Linked DNA regions of Zea mays: region 1 is linked to region 2. A link is a contact called in public Hi-C data. All regions are on one chromosome and are shown on one strand. The core of a region is the stretch at or near the end of the contact, and the rest is flanking DNA. Distances in the headings are between cores, read along the strand shown. Region 1 holds the start of LOC542188 (bZIP transcription factor 1). Region 2 holds the start of LOC100384712 (Calcium-dependent lipid-binding (CaLB domain) family protein).

Evidence for each region. A called contact is a pair of places that touch in the nucleus more often than the background predicts.
Region 1: a contact with region 2 is called in a Hi-C map of endosperm, with 3 times the contacts expected there. The contact joins the promoter of LOC542188 here to the promoter of LOC100384712 in region 2. A contact is called at or near these places in 7 of 25 Hi-C or Micro-C datasets (ear, endosperm, leaf and 1 more).

What each region holds. Positions count from the first base shown.
Region 1 is chr3:217,803,123-217,809,927 of Zm-B73-REFERENCE-NAM-5.0, forward strand. It overlaps LOC542188 (bZIP transcription factor 1), which reads left to right and starts at 4,914. Exons shown (of 12, transcript NM_001111802.2): 1 at 4,914-5,128.
Region 2 is chr3:217,652,157-217,658,868 of Zm-B73-REFERENCE-NAM-5.0, forward strand. It overlaps LOC100384712 (Calcium-dependent lipid-binding (CaLB domain) family protein), which reads right to left and starts at 3,457. Exons shown (of 1, transcript NM_001177186.1): 1 at 1,857-3,457. The coding sequence starts at 3,407. The coding sequence ends at 2,571.

The DNA.
Region 1 (6,805 bases), core at 3,664-6,163, 150 kb after region 2:
GAATCCCCATATTATGCAAAGATGAAATGAACATATCCAATGAACATTAAGGATAATTAAGCCCATTAGGCGAGTTCATCAAACTCTATTAAATAATTATCCTCCAAATGGTTTAACCATTTTCATTTGTTGTTGCAACTTTGCCGCAAAATATAACATATCTTTATATGTTGGAGAATTCCAGGTATCACATAAAGTGTACCAAAGATTTTTGAAAATTGGTGTACACAACGTAGATAATCTCCATGTAATGAAACAATGGAGTAGATCTCCCAGTAGTGGGCAAAACTTTTGCTGCCTGAAAGCATGGTCTCTGGGCTGATATATTCAAGGAACATACCGCAGCCAATGCTTAGGACTCCACTACCCTGTGCTTGACCAAAATTTCAAAAATAAAATGGAAATCACCATAAAGGTGAATAACCAACATCACATCTCCAACATATCTACTTGGGAGAACACATAGGTAATCATCATGACCATATGATGTAGACCTCTTACTGATGGGCAAATAACCTTTTGCTGTCTAAAAGCTTGGTCTCAGGGCAAATAAATTCCAAGAACTTATTGCAGCCAAAGCCTAGATCTCCATCATGTGTTGAATAATCCCAAGTTCGAGATATGTGTCATATTTTGCAAGAATTCATCGTTTAATTAAGTAGAACTTAATTAAAAGAATTCTTTTAGCAGTCACCATGACTGCAGCGTCCAGCCTGGCTCCATAGCCCGCGACGCCTGCGTGGTCCGTGATCTTTTTGGATAGCACGTATAGGTAATCATCTCGAAAGATGTAGACCTCATAGTGATAGGCATTTCAAATGCGGCCTAAAGCACGGTCTCTGGGCTACTAAACTCTATAAAGAATTTAGCGCAGCCAGTGCTTAGGACTCCATCACCCTATGCTTTTCCAAAATGCAATATCATTTTGCATGAGGACCATTAGTTTCGACTTAATTATGTGTTATGTTTTCCATGCAAACATAAAAGAATGCAAAAACAAAAGTAAGTCGAAAATATGTGAATTATAAATGCAGAAAGAAATATAATTCACGAACGAGTCTATATTTTTCATAATAAAAACAGACCAATGTATACAATTACATATATCATCAGGAGTCTAATTATTTAAATTTAGATACTCAAAACTGATAGTAATTGTGATGCAAATAAACATTTGGTCTGCAAAATTGCAGAAAATCAAAGCTAAAATGATAAAATCATATGCCCAATCTGTCCAGCCAAATCAAAGTGGCCCATAAAAGCCCACTAAGCAAAGCAATAAGGGCTAGCGGTTAGGGTTTTCAACCCTAACCAGCCTTAGCCACCAGGCGGCGGCGGCGGCCTATGCCAGCCGGCCTCGGCGCGTGGCCCCTAGCCCCGGTGGTGGGCGCGACCCGGCGGCCGTACGGCGCGCGGGCGCCTCCCCCAGCCAGCCCCGGCAGCAGGCATGGCCCCTGGCCTCCCGTCCCTGGCGGCGGGCGCGGCCCCCGGCGGCGAACCCAACCGCGGCCCTGTAGCGACGCGGTGAGGACTGAGGAGGTCCCGGCCACGGCGCGGGCGTGCTCCTCTGCGGCGCGGGCAAGCCCCCCGACAGCGCGCGGCACGGATCCTCGATGGCGCGAGGCGTGGCCCTGGCAGCCACAGCCCGACGCAGGCGCAGCATCCCGGCATAGTGCCGGCGTGGCCCCTCGGCATCGGCGCGGCTGCCCGCGGCGTTCGGCCTCCCGGCCCCGGCATGGGGATAGCCGCCGCCGGCCCGGTCGGCCCTTCCTCCTCCTGGCCGTCGTCGACGGCGTTGGCGCCGAACAGGGAGAGGGGTAGCAGGCCCCACGGCTTCACCCAAGACGAGGAGGAGGGAGCGGCGGCTGGCGCGGCCGTCCAGCGCGTCGAGCCCCTTGCACGGTGGGGCCCCTGACGGTGAGCACGGTCCACGGCCCCGTTTCCGCGGCGGACTCTCGTCCCGGCGCGTCTCCCCGTGGTGCGGCGGTCCGGCCGCGGCGGCTGACCAGCCCCGATGGCGCGGCCCCTCGGCGGCGCGCGGGAGCGTCCCAGCGGTTTTGGGCGCGGTGCAGACGCGACGCCATGGCGGTGCGGCCCTAGCCGCGGTCTTCCCTGGCGGGCGCGGTCACCAGCGCAGGCACGACCCCTGCGCGATGGCGTGGTCGCGAGGCCCCCTTCGTGACAGCGTGGTCGCGAGGCCCCATGCGCGACGGCGTGGGCGTGAGGCATCCTGCGCGACGGTGTGCGTGCAGCCACGGCGTGGGACCTTGGTCCGGCAGTGCGCGTCACGAACACGGTTCCGGCGACACTGCACTGGGTGCGCAGATCCTGCACGGCGGCCCGGGCGTTACCATCCCGTCCTGACTCAGGCAAGGAGCGGCGGTGTTGTCCCATTCTGACCAGCCCGTGCTTCTGTACTGCCCGCCATCGAGCAATGCCATTCTTTTGCACTAAAAAAAAGGAACTGTGCGACGTACTTACAATTTTCTGGACATCGAAGCCCCTCATTTCCTTCTTTCGAGCGATAGATTTTTTTCTCTGATCTCGCGAACAGTGCTGATAACGTGTTGTAATACTTAGTGGTAACGAGATTGAGACAAATGACAGAGACAATCACTGTTTGTATTCCACAGATCATTACACTTATATACAAGTGAAGGGGTGTATCCCAAGGGGTGTGTCCCTTGGAGAAAACTGTCGCACCCCTTGGATTGATCACATATGTAATATTTTGTAACAACTGGGATACCCAGCTGGCCCTGGAGTAGGGGTGAAAACGGGTAGGGTACCCGAAACGGGTACCGGATACGGATACTGATTCGGGACCATTTTTCGGATACGGATACGGGTATTTTTTAGATTCGGGACGGATACGGGTAATACCCGGATAGTATGGCTTCGGATTCGGGTCGGATACGGAGCGAGTACTACCCGGTAAATACCCGGATATTCGGGTCGGATACGGGTACCCGGAATTCGGGTACCCGTTTTTTCTTTTTCTGCATAATAATATAGTTATAAAATCATAACTTTTACATATGAAATCGGATGAAGATAAAGTTTATATGAAAATTGTAGAGCTCGAAGAGATCTATAACTTTGTAGTACATCACATTTTTGTTTAAACATATCTTTAGGCCAAAATCATTAAAATAATGTCTAAATTTATATCAAAATAATAGACTTTATTATTTTCATGTGGGGACTTAAGATTATATCCATGTGGGAACTTAGGATTATCTTTTTATAAACTATTTATTAATATTGGTAACTTATTTGCAATTTTCGGTCGACGCTACAATATTTTTATGAATTTAATTGTATTTTGATGATTTTCTACAACAAGAAATTAATAATACACCAAATAGCCTAAAAAATTCATGAATTTTTACGGGGACACAACATATAGCCACATATAGTTCTCAAAAACATTTGGACTATAAAATCCACAAGATATTGGTGTTTCTTCCATTCTACTCTCACTTATTGCGTGAGTTACATGTGAAATCATTTTATGTATCGAAGTTTCAACATAATTAATATTTCACTTATCATTTTCATGTGGCGACTTGAGGTTTTATTTGAATAGAATGTTTATTTGTTTTGGTAAGCTTTTTGCAATTTTGGATCAAAACTAGTGTATTTATGAATTTTAATTATACTTTGATGATTTTATGTAGAAAGAAATTAATAATATATAAATAGCCTCAGAAATCTATGAAATTATACGAAGGTACAACATATGGCCACATATAGTCATAAAAAATAATGGGACCATAAAATTCACAGGATGTCAACGTTTCTTCTATTTTATTTCCACTTATTGCGTGAGTTACACGTGAAATTACTCTAAGTATCCAAGTTTCAACATAATCAATACTTCACTTTACCATTTTTACGTGGGAACTTGAGATTATCTTCTATTAAATGCTTATTAGTATTAATTTACTTGCAATTTCGTGGTCGAACAAGAATATTTTTTGATAACCAATTAATGCATTATCCGACAAGTATCCGATATCCGATCAAATAATATCCGTATCCGTCACTTATCCGCCCGGATAAATATCCGGTCCCTGTATCCGTATCCGTCCCGTTTCTAACTATCCGTATCCGATCCCGAATCCGTTTTAAATACATTAGGGTAGGATACGGGATGAGCTAATATCCGTCCGTATCCGCCCGTTTTCACCCCTACCTGGAGTGAGGCAACCGCTGGGACGCGTAGACCGGCTGCCGAGCGGACACGTGCGCACAAGACGCGCGACAGGGGTGACGCGGGCACGCGGAGCACGCGCACCGTGGTCTGGCTGCACAGCCGCACAACTCATCCGGTCATCCTCGCCCCTCTCCGCCCAGATCTCGTGGCACTGCGTCCGGCCGATGCCCATCATGCCCGATATTAGTGGTCCACGGTCCCACAGGTCATTTACACATGTGCTCACAACACAAGTGTGTTTCACGGGTAAATGATGCTGTGCTGAACTTGGCAACTGACAAATGTGTTTGTGATAGGGATAAATTACGCGTGATCCAAACCAAATACCGACACGTCCTCGCTGAACCTATACGGTATGCAGGTTGGGAAAAAAGGGAAATATTCAGGCAGGGGAGGGCCATGTACAAATACACCGTGTCTGAGTAGTAGTAAAATTCGGGAACGCAAAGGATCGATGCACATGACATGAGCACATTGCACATGGCATCGGAGTATGTGACCTGTGGCGGACACCAACCGATGCCTCCAGGCAGCCAAACTGACTGCCACGCGTTCACCAGCTTATCGGGCACCGACGCGTGCCCCTGTGACGTGGCAGCGTCTTCCGCGCTCCTCGCGCGAGCGACTAGTCTCCTCCTCCGGTCCTCCTTTGGCTACTCCTCCCGTCCCGTCTCCAAAGTCCAAACTCCAAAGTCCGAACTCCAAACCAAACGCTCCAGCCCCGCCGCACGCATACGGCATACGCATCCCTCATCTCCCTCTCCTCGCCTTCCCGCCGCGGCGCCGCCTCTCCTTTCCGAATTCCGACTCCCGCCTCCCCGGGGTGAGTGTTTCCGCATCCGGCTCGTCCGCCGATCCTCGCGAGGCCTCCTCGACCCCGACCCGACCCGGCGCGGCCACCGGTTCAAGGTACGCTCGATCCATCCCCCTGCCCCCCTCTTAAGTCTTACCACGCAATGCGCGCGCCCTCCAGTTGCACCCTCACTCCGCCCATTTGGAGTTGTGACCTTCACGAAGGGTCGAGAGATATGCTGCAGTAAGCTCGGCTCTACTGCGCTCCATAAAATTTCGCTGCTTCCCGTTAGGATCCTGTAGTGCCTTTGCAGCATGCATCGGTGCTACTAGTCTACTAGTACATGCTTTGCCGCTGCCAACTCGCTGCCGACGGTTACGACATGATGCTGCGCCTGTGGGTGTAGTCTGTAGCGTGGTTCACTCTTCTTCTCATGTATCTCTAATCTTCAAAATCAGCACGCTACCCCTATACGGTGCATGGAAGAATGTAAAATGGGTGCCCGTACAGGATGTGAAGAATGTAAAATTAGTACCCGTACAGGATATCATCCTTGTCCTTGTCGTCTCCCGGTCCAGGCGTCACCTCGCCTTTCTATGCGTTGGACAGACGAGACTGCTGATCTAGTCAGCTCTCAACCGGGGTTCCGCGTGGATGCTGTTTACGATTTTGAATGAGTGGTCTTGGACAGTTACGTTTAGTCTGCCAAAGGCGAAGACGGTACTCTCTTCTTGTTATTGGTAGCTCAGCCTTTCTTAGGCTTCAACTCCTCAGTCCATGTCTCAATCCATGTGTATTGAGGTGGATTAGAGTGTAACTTAAAATAATTTACATCTTAATACACGTGTGTTGATGTAACACGTGCATTGAGGTGAATACAGAAGTATCCAAACAAGGCCTTAAGGGGATGCCAAATTGTCAATTGGTTCGGGGACACGATCACATGACAGAAAAGAAAACAATCACTTCTCGGTCTCATGAAACAAGCAGATGTTACTGTCCCTACCTTACAAGACCGTATTAGTTACGATGTGATTTATCAACCGAAAGTTCGATAGTAGGATGGCTTTATCAGGCTCTACCACTATTCCGTGGTCCTGTCATACAGTGAAAGGTACACCGACAAATATCGGACACAACGCAATCGGGTTGCTTGTTTCATTATTCTTCATGCATCGGAGAGGAGGTAAAATGGATTCCAGAAATTAAGTTGTAAACACGGAGCTAAAGGATCTAGGCTATCACTTCACCTTCTACCTTTTCACCAAAGGTGAAAAATGTATCATTTTGATCGAAGTAAGTACCATGCGATGCAGGGTGGAGCCAGAATTCAGATATGGGTCCGGATATAGGGGGCTCACTAAGTGTCGACAAAAAATATATAGCACTAGACTTTGATGTTGGCTTGAAAAAACTGATATAATAAATCATCTTTAAGCTTTTCATCTTAGAAAAATGCTATTCCCTATATTATCCTGGAATATATAGTGCATTGTGACTTTTAACCTTATACTGAAATATAATGCATTCTACATGGTGTCAATGCTTAGATTTTGACAAAGTTTGTTAAAAAAGTTACTATAATTGGAGAAGAAACATCTTAATTGGGGATATCTATTGAGTTTAATCTATGGGGTTGCACTATTTAAGGATTCCCTTAAGCTGTCTTATTTTTTTTCGGAATGCACTATATTACAGGACAGAGTAAATATCTAAATTGAAGATAAGAATTGAAGTGACATTCTTCGTAGATCGACAATTCACATCACATATTTATTTTATTTAGCCACTTA
Region 2 (6,712 bases), core at 2,207-4,706:
TGTGTGGTAGCGCGCAGTGGCCATTGGCGTAAGGTCACGATCGCCAAGTACTTGCCTGTTTATGCAGCGCCAGCGCCCATTAATAAGCAGAGGAAGGAGCCGTGGGTATGGGTTCCACGTCAGTCAGCCTGATGCCGCAACCGTCCCTTTCACTTCTCAACTGTCCAACAGTTCGCCCCACTTGTGAAAAGGGCTGCGACTTGTGGGATGGATCCCGTCCGTCCCGTGAGATCAGAGCATAGGATCCTAGTCCTACTACCATAGAGAAGTGGACCGTGGACGGGATGGATCGGCCATATCAGACCATGATGCCGGCTTTGATGTCCAAGAAAGGCTGCTGGGATGGCAACAGTATGTGCGAGATGTACAACGCCAGGGATTACTGCTGTGGCACACTTCACATGGCATTCTGACAGCTGACAGTTAACAAACATGCTACACTTGTTCTAATGGTGGACCAAATTGCGGACAAGTGAGCACGCTTCAGCCATTCAGAAGCCCTCCAAAAAAAAACAGGCGAGTGACCGGCAAGAAAGGCCAAGTATCTTCTTCTGCAACGGCTATACCACACTGCACTACTGCTTATAATGTTTAAAAAAAAACAAGTTCGAACATATCAAGTTGTCATGAATGAAGTTGTCTTAACTTTTGTGTTTATGAAGCACAATAGCCCAAACTAAGACAACTTAAGCTGACGTACATCAAGAACCAATCCCCAAAGAAGCAACTCAAAAATCATTCAAAAATAACAGTATTTCCTTCAAGCTAAATCACTCGACTCTTGGCATTTCAGAATTCTGTTTACGCTCGCTATGTTTTAAGGCCCATGCTTCAAAATCATTCACCTTTTTAAAAGACCACTGGACTGCTTAATTTATCAAATTATTTTTGTGGCAAATAAAGATGGGGAAAATATCACCAAAAAAAGTCTATAAAACAATCAAATGAAAACCTTAGGCATGACAAGTTCATCATCTGCTATATACCTAAAGCACAACTCGACATCTCGTCTTTCTAATCCAATGCAACTAGCTAGGGCTCTTCTGCTAGGAGTTGTGCACAGCAGTACTAAGTACTAACAGTTATTCAAGGGGGGGGGGGGGGGGGGGGGGGAAGTTCTCAAGTATGACTTTTCACAAGTTTCCTCTCGTCAACCTTGATGTATAATTAGAAATTCATACTGAAACAATCGCTGTTCATCGAGGAGCTAATTAGCGGTCCATTCATTGCTTAAGGCTAGGTGCTGGCGGGCAAAGGAATTGAGCAATGCAGGGCAGTGGGGGTTTCCAATCGGTGGGCACCTATGGGCTATGGCAGCTTCCATGCCTGGCCACATTGGTGGATCCACCCCTGTTTTTGTTTGATAACGATTCTCTCTGCAGATAAACTTAAGTATATTTGTGCATATTTACCATCCCAGGGTAATCAAAGAACGACAACTCAATGATTTTAGCTTTTCATCACTGTATTAGATTCAAAATTATATGGCCAGCAATAGGAAGTCTATCAAGTATCAATAGTTACATCATTAGATCAACAAACGAGGACCTCACAAACAAAATTGTGCTTCACAAGACATGTCTAGTTTCCTACAGCTGTTATATGAAAGATGTGAGTAGGGAAAACACCATAGAACACTGAGTGGGAGCCAACTATCATATTCATGCCCCAGTTTCACCCGTTACTCAAAAAGAAAAATGAACTGGCTAACTCAAGATTCTGCAATTCCTTTAAAGTTCAATCAACCCACAACAATTCACAGTATGGGTTACAGCATATAAAAAATTCAAACGACCATGCATAACCAAAATCACCAATCTCCAATTCCTTGGCACTGAACACCCACAGGCATCACTGCTGGAAAACATAGTTAAACATAAGAGAATACGTACCATGAAGATAAGAACATTCACCTTCAGTCCTCAGTCCACTTATACTCTATAAGATGAGCATTCAGTGAATAACTCAATAGTCAATAAGCGACAAGATAAAAGACTTTGTGTCACTCATTGAAGGGCCTGAATCATCTTGTGTTTAGTGGCATTCAGAGAAACTGCTGTCAAGGTAATAAATGGTAGCTGTGGCGGCCACAGCATCCCTCTGCTGTGTGTGTGTGCAGAAGGTCACGAGGGAGGGTGGAAATGCCTCGCAGCTGCTTGCTGAGCAAATAAGGCTTAATGTGTGCGGAATAGGGAGGACAGAGGGGTGGATTGTGCCAAAAATGCTTAAATTTGTGTCCAAATTTTGAATCTCAAAATATCTGGACAGAGAGATAGTAAATCATAAGACTTTGTGTCAATGCTGCAAGCATTGTTCCCCACTGAAATTACCAATCTAATATATGTATTGAGGAAGAAGCAGCTTTCTTCCAACATGATATACTAGAGACCAGCAAAGAATTTCAACGCTGATATATGTGGCTCGAATATTCTAAATCCACTGAATCTACAGAAAATTTGATGTAACATATTTCTGATGATAACAAGAGGTGCTATGATACAACTCAGATTTACCCTGATCTCAAGAGGAAACGGGCTAACTCCACAGGAAACCAATTGAGAGCATAAAGCCTACTTGCCTGGACTCCTCAAAAATGAGGGCTCTGTCCGGCAATGCCTGAGCCCGCCAGAGAAGATGTTAGCGAAGGCCTGCAGGTTCTCGTCTGAGGGGCTCGTGCGTATCTTTCTTGGTAATGGTCCGACGCAGGGCCCGCAGAACACGACCCCGCCCATCCCCCTCGCGTCTTCCTCGGCCTCGTCGCTGCCGTCGTCCACCATCTGCTGCTTCTTGGGCGTAAGAAGCCTCGGGGACGGTGGAGGTGTCCGGTGCGCGCGGTTGAGGACGCGGAGCACGCGGCTTGGGGTCGGCGCCACGGAGGGCCCGCTGAGGGAGACGGCCGGCGAGAGGCGGAGGGCGTGGCAGGCGGCCGGGGACGGGGGCACCGCGACGAGGCTCGCGGCCACGTTGAGGAGGCCGTGGACCCTGCCGGAGGGGCGGCGCACGCCGACGGCGAACATGGACGGGGAGCCGACCGGGCGGGACAGGAGGCGGTGGTCGCCAATCAGGAAGCGCGCCGAGCCGACGAGCGAGTCCCCGCCGAAGTGCCAGGAGCCCGCGGCGGCGGCGGCGTAGATCTCAACGGAGACGGCGGCGGGCGAGTCGTCGGCGAGCGAGGCCTCCCGCACGCGAAAGAGGAGGCGCGCGTGCCACGCCGGGTCGAGGCCGCCCGTGGCGTCGGGGAGGGTCTGGAGCTTGTGCCCCGCGTCGACCCAGGCCACCGCGTACGCCTGCAGCCGCCGCCGCACGCCGGACGGGGGCTTGAGCCCCTGCGCGGAGATGAGGGCCACCTCCAGAAGCCGCTCGCCCTCAGGGAGCCCCAGCCCGGCCTCCTCGTCCGGCGCCTCCATCGCCGGCGAGCGACGGAGCTAGGATTTCTCGATCGGGTGCGGGAGGGCGAGACGACGGAAGGCTTTGGCGGGCGGGCGGGCGGGTGGTCGGATTTGGGGTCTCACGGTTACGGGGATTTGAACGGACGGCCTGATGCAAGCCGTGGCTGCTGGATCGGAAGGTTATGAACGAGTCCCGCCAGGGGCCAACGTTCGAACTTTGATGAAATGATGAAGCGGTGATGGCTGCCAGCCTGCCAGCTGCGTCCGCCGAATTCTGAGCTTCGGCCGTGCTCGGCCCGACCCAATGAGGAGGAACCTAACAAAACGGCCCGCTTTGGAGAACCTTCCAATGCGGTTGGGCCATTGCTCCGGTTTCCCTTGATTCAGCCCATATAAGGATATAGCCAGGCTAAGAACAATTCCAACAGTAACAAAAAAAAAACAAAGGTCCCAAAACATAGTAACTGGAATCTATTTAAAAGTATGAAATCTAAAAAATTAAGGAGTAACTCTAACAAGTCCCAATAATTTTCCAAAAAATGTTTAATAAAAATAACAATGATTATTTAAATAACAAGGATACTACACTGTTATATTTTGATATTCATTATACTGCACCGCGCTTGTCAATTTTCCTAAACAAGCAAGGCAAGGCATGCTGTCCAGCGGAACGGAGTAGTGCTCGCCCTCCCCATGCCGGTGGCTGAGCGAGTACATGAAAGCAAATCAAGCCATGCCGAGTCTAGGGAGCGGGCGGACGCAGGAAGAGAATTAATGAGGTTAAAAAAAACTACGTGACAAAATTAATCAAAATTGAAAAACTAGTTTTGCATAAAATCCAAATTGCATATCAATATACCATACTATAAGTTAAAATAAGAAACCTATATAGACAAAAGAATCAAACATGACGTTATAAAACGTTTGGATCCCTTTATTTTAGAAAAATTAAAATTCTATTAATAAAGTAATTTATTTAGCTTGGAATTTAACATTCCACCATTTTTCAAAGTTCAAATATAAGCTTATCTCAAATTTATAAAGTAGAGAATGATAAATGATTTTATGTATTAGTATAATTTGTTTCTACTCTGTAACTTACATAAAAATCTTTGTCTCACTCCTTAAAAATGTAGTACATAAATATCTACGACATTTTGCTAATAATAGTATACAAATATATTTTGCATAAAACCGAAATTAACTTAATTAACATATTCCTAAATTATTATTATTAAAGTGGAATTCAATTTTAATGATCCAAACGGGACGTAAGTTCTTACTGACCGAATCGAAGCCATACTTACCTGTCAAATGTGTATCTCTTTGAACATGGGCACCAGAAAAGGGACAGTGTCAGGCGGCCTCTCCGACACGAAGCTAGGACTCGCTTGTTCACCAAACTTACCGAGAATGGATCGCATCGTCGTGACGAGGTGACGAGCGAGATGAGGCCCGTCAAATGTATCAGCGTCACGACGATGACAAATGGAGTGTGGGTGTCCGGATCAGGGAATTGGATGACAAGTTTTTTTTTCTTTTTACTCACTCCGAGAATGGATGAGAAGTTTTACTCATGCGGGAAAATTGGGAGATGGATTAGGGAGTTGTTGGTGACCATTTTTTTCTTTTTTTCCCTCTAAAATAGGATTGGGAGAATATTTTTTGGTTCCTGATGCAGTTGCTCTAAACACGCCCTCTGTAGAATTTCCTCAACCCGTACTCGCTGGTCGCTGCTGTGAATGCGACTTAGCAAGGAGACGCTGGACAGCTGGAGTCTACGCCCCTGGTGAACCGTGAACGGGCATCGATCACAGCCGCTGTTGCAGCAAGGAGACGCTCGTGCACAGCGATCAAGTAACATTTTTCTGATCCTCCAGGGACCAGAGAATATGTTTACTACTACGTTTCTTGTGAGCGCGGTGCACTGCATGCAATTTGCGAGCACGGTCTGCAACTCGGTGCAAGATGGGCAGCTCGAACACCGCCCGTGGGCCCTGGTCGTCCCTCGAATTCTTTGCAAGCCGTGTGGTCGCGTCGAGGGCCCCCCGACTGATTTGATCGGCCAATGAAACAACGGGCAGCACAGCGGAATCGCAGGACTCGGCGGCATCCCATCCATCCCTGGCCGGACCGGAGCGGCGAGCCGCGAGCCCACGACGAGACCGGATGGGACGTGTGAGTGCTCTGCTGCCCGACCCCGTCAAAGCACAAAGATCCCCACGCCACACCACACCACAGCACAGCACCACGGTCGGCTGACCCACACCAGAGGACGGACGGGCAGGGGGGGCAGCAGGACGCACACGCAACACTCCACTCCGACGTCCCGTCGCCACCCTACTACCATCACCCACCGCCAGCACCCGTGGTAGTAGACAAGACAACTCGTGGCTGGGCAGGGGCCCGCGCCGCGCGCGGTAGCCGGCAGCCACGCGGCCATGGCCCATGCGGCCGAGCGCGGGGATTCCCTCGGCGCCGGGAAAGCGGAGCCGCGCGCCGTGCCGCAGCTGCAGGGATGGGGTCAGCCGATACGACTTGCCTCTGCAGTCACGCGATCCGTGCCTGCAGTCCGTCCATCACAGATCGAACAGCTACTAGCTTCTATGTGCTTTGTCCTTCCACAGCTAGCTCCCGGCCTATTAACTCCCGGCCCAATATGTCATTAGCCACGGCTGGCGCTGAAGCTAGGTATTTTTGGCGCCGGTTCTGTTTTTTTATTTTTGGCGCGATGGTGACTTGTGCCACAGCTTTGGCGTTCTCTTATTTTTCTTCCCATGAGAAATCGAATTAACTTGGAATCGATCAAAGGGATCATCAACTTCAGCTTGTTGCATAAAAAAGGAAATCCGCGCATCTGAAATGGAAGGAAATCAGCGCATCTAAAACTGCAAAGCCTAGAAGAACTTGGTTGGACAAAAAAAAACATAGAAGTGCAAAGAAGGACATCCAGCTTACAGAGAAATAGAGAGCCTGACACTTGTTAACGGTTGGATCCACAACAAACGGCTCGGATGAAGCGACTGCAGAGGCAAGTCGTATTGGCTGACTGCAGACGATCTTGTTCCACGCCGGCTGGGCAGCGCAGCGTTGCCTCCCATCAGCATCAGGTCGGGGCGTCGGGCCGCCCGTACCCACGTACGCGGTGCTCCAGGCTCCAGCGGTGGCGCCCGGCCCACGCGTGCCATGTAGACGTACGCGTCTGCTCCCCGTCCGAGTCCGACGTTGCAGTACACTGTGCACCGACCAAACAGGTGCTACTGAACTGTCCTTGTAGGAGTGGGCATACAGGATGTTGGATTTATGATCTTGGTCTAATTGGA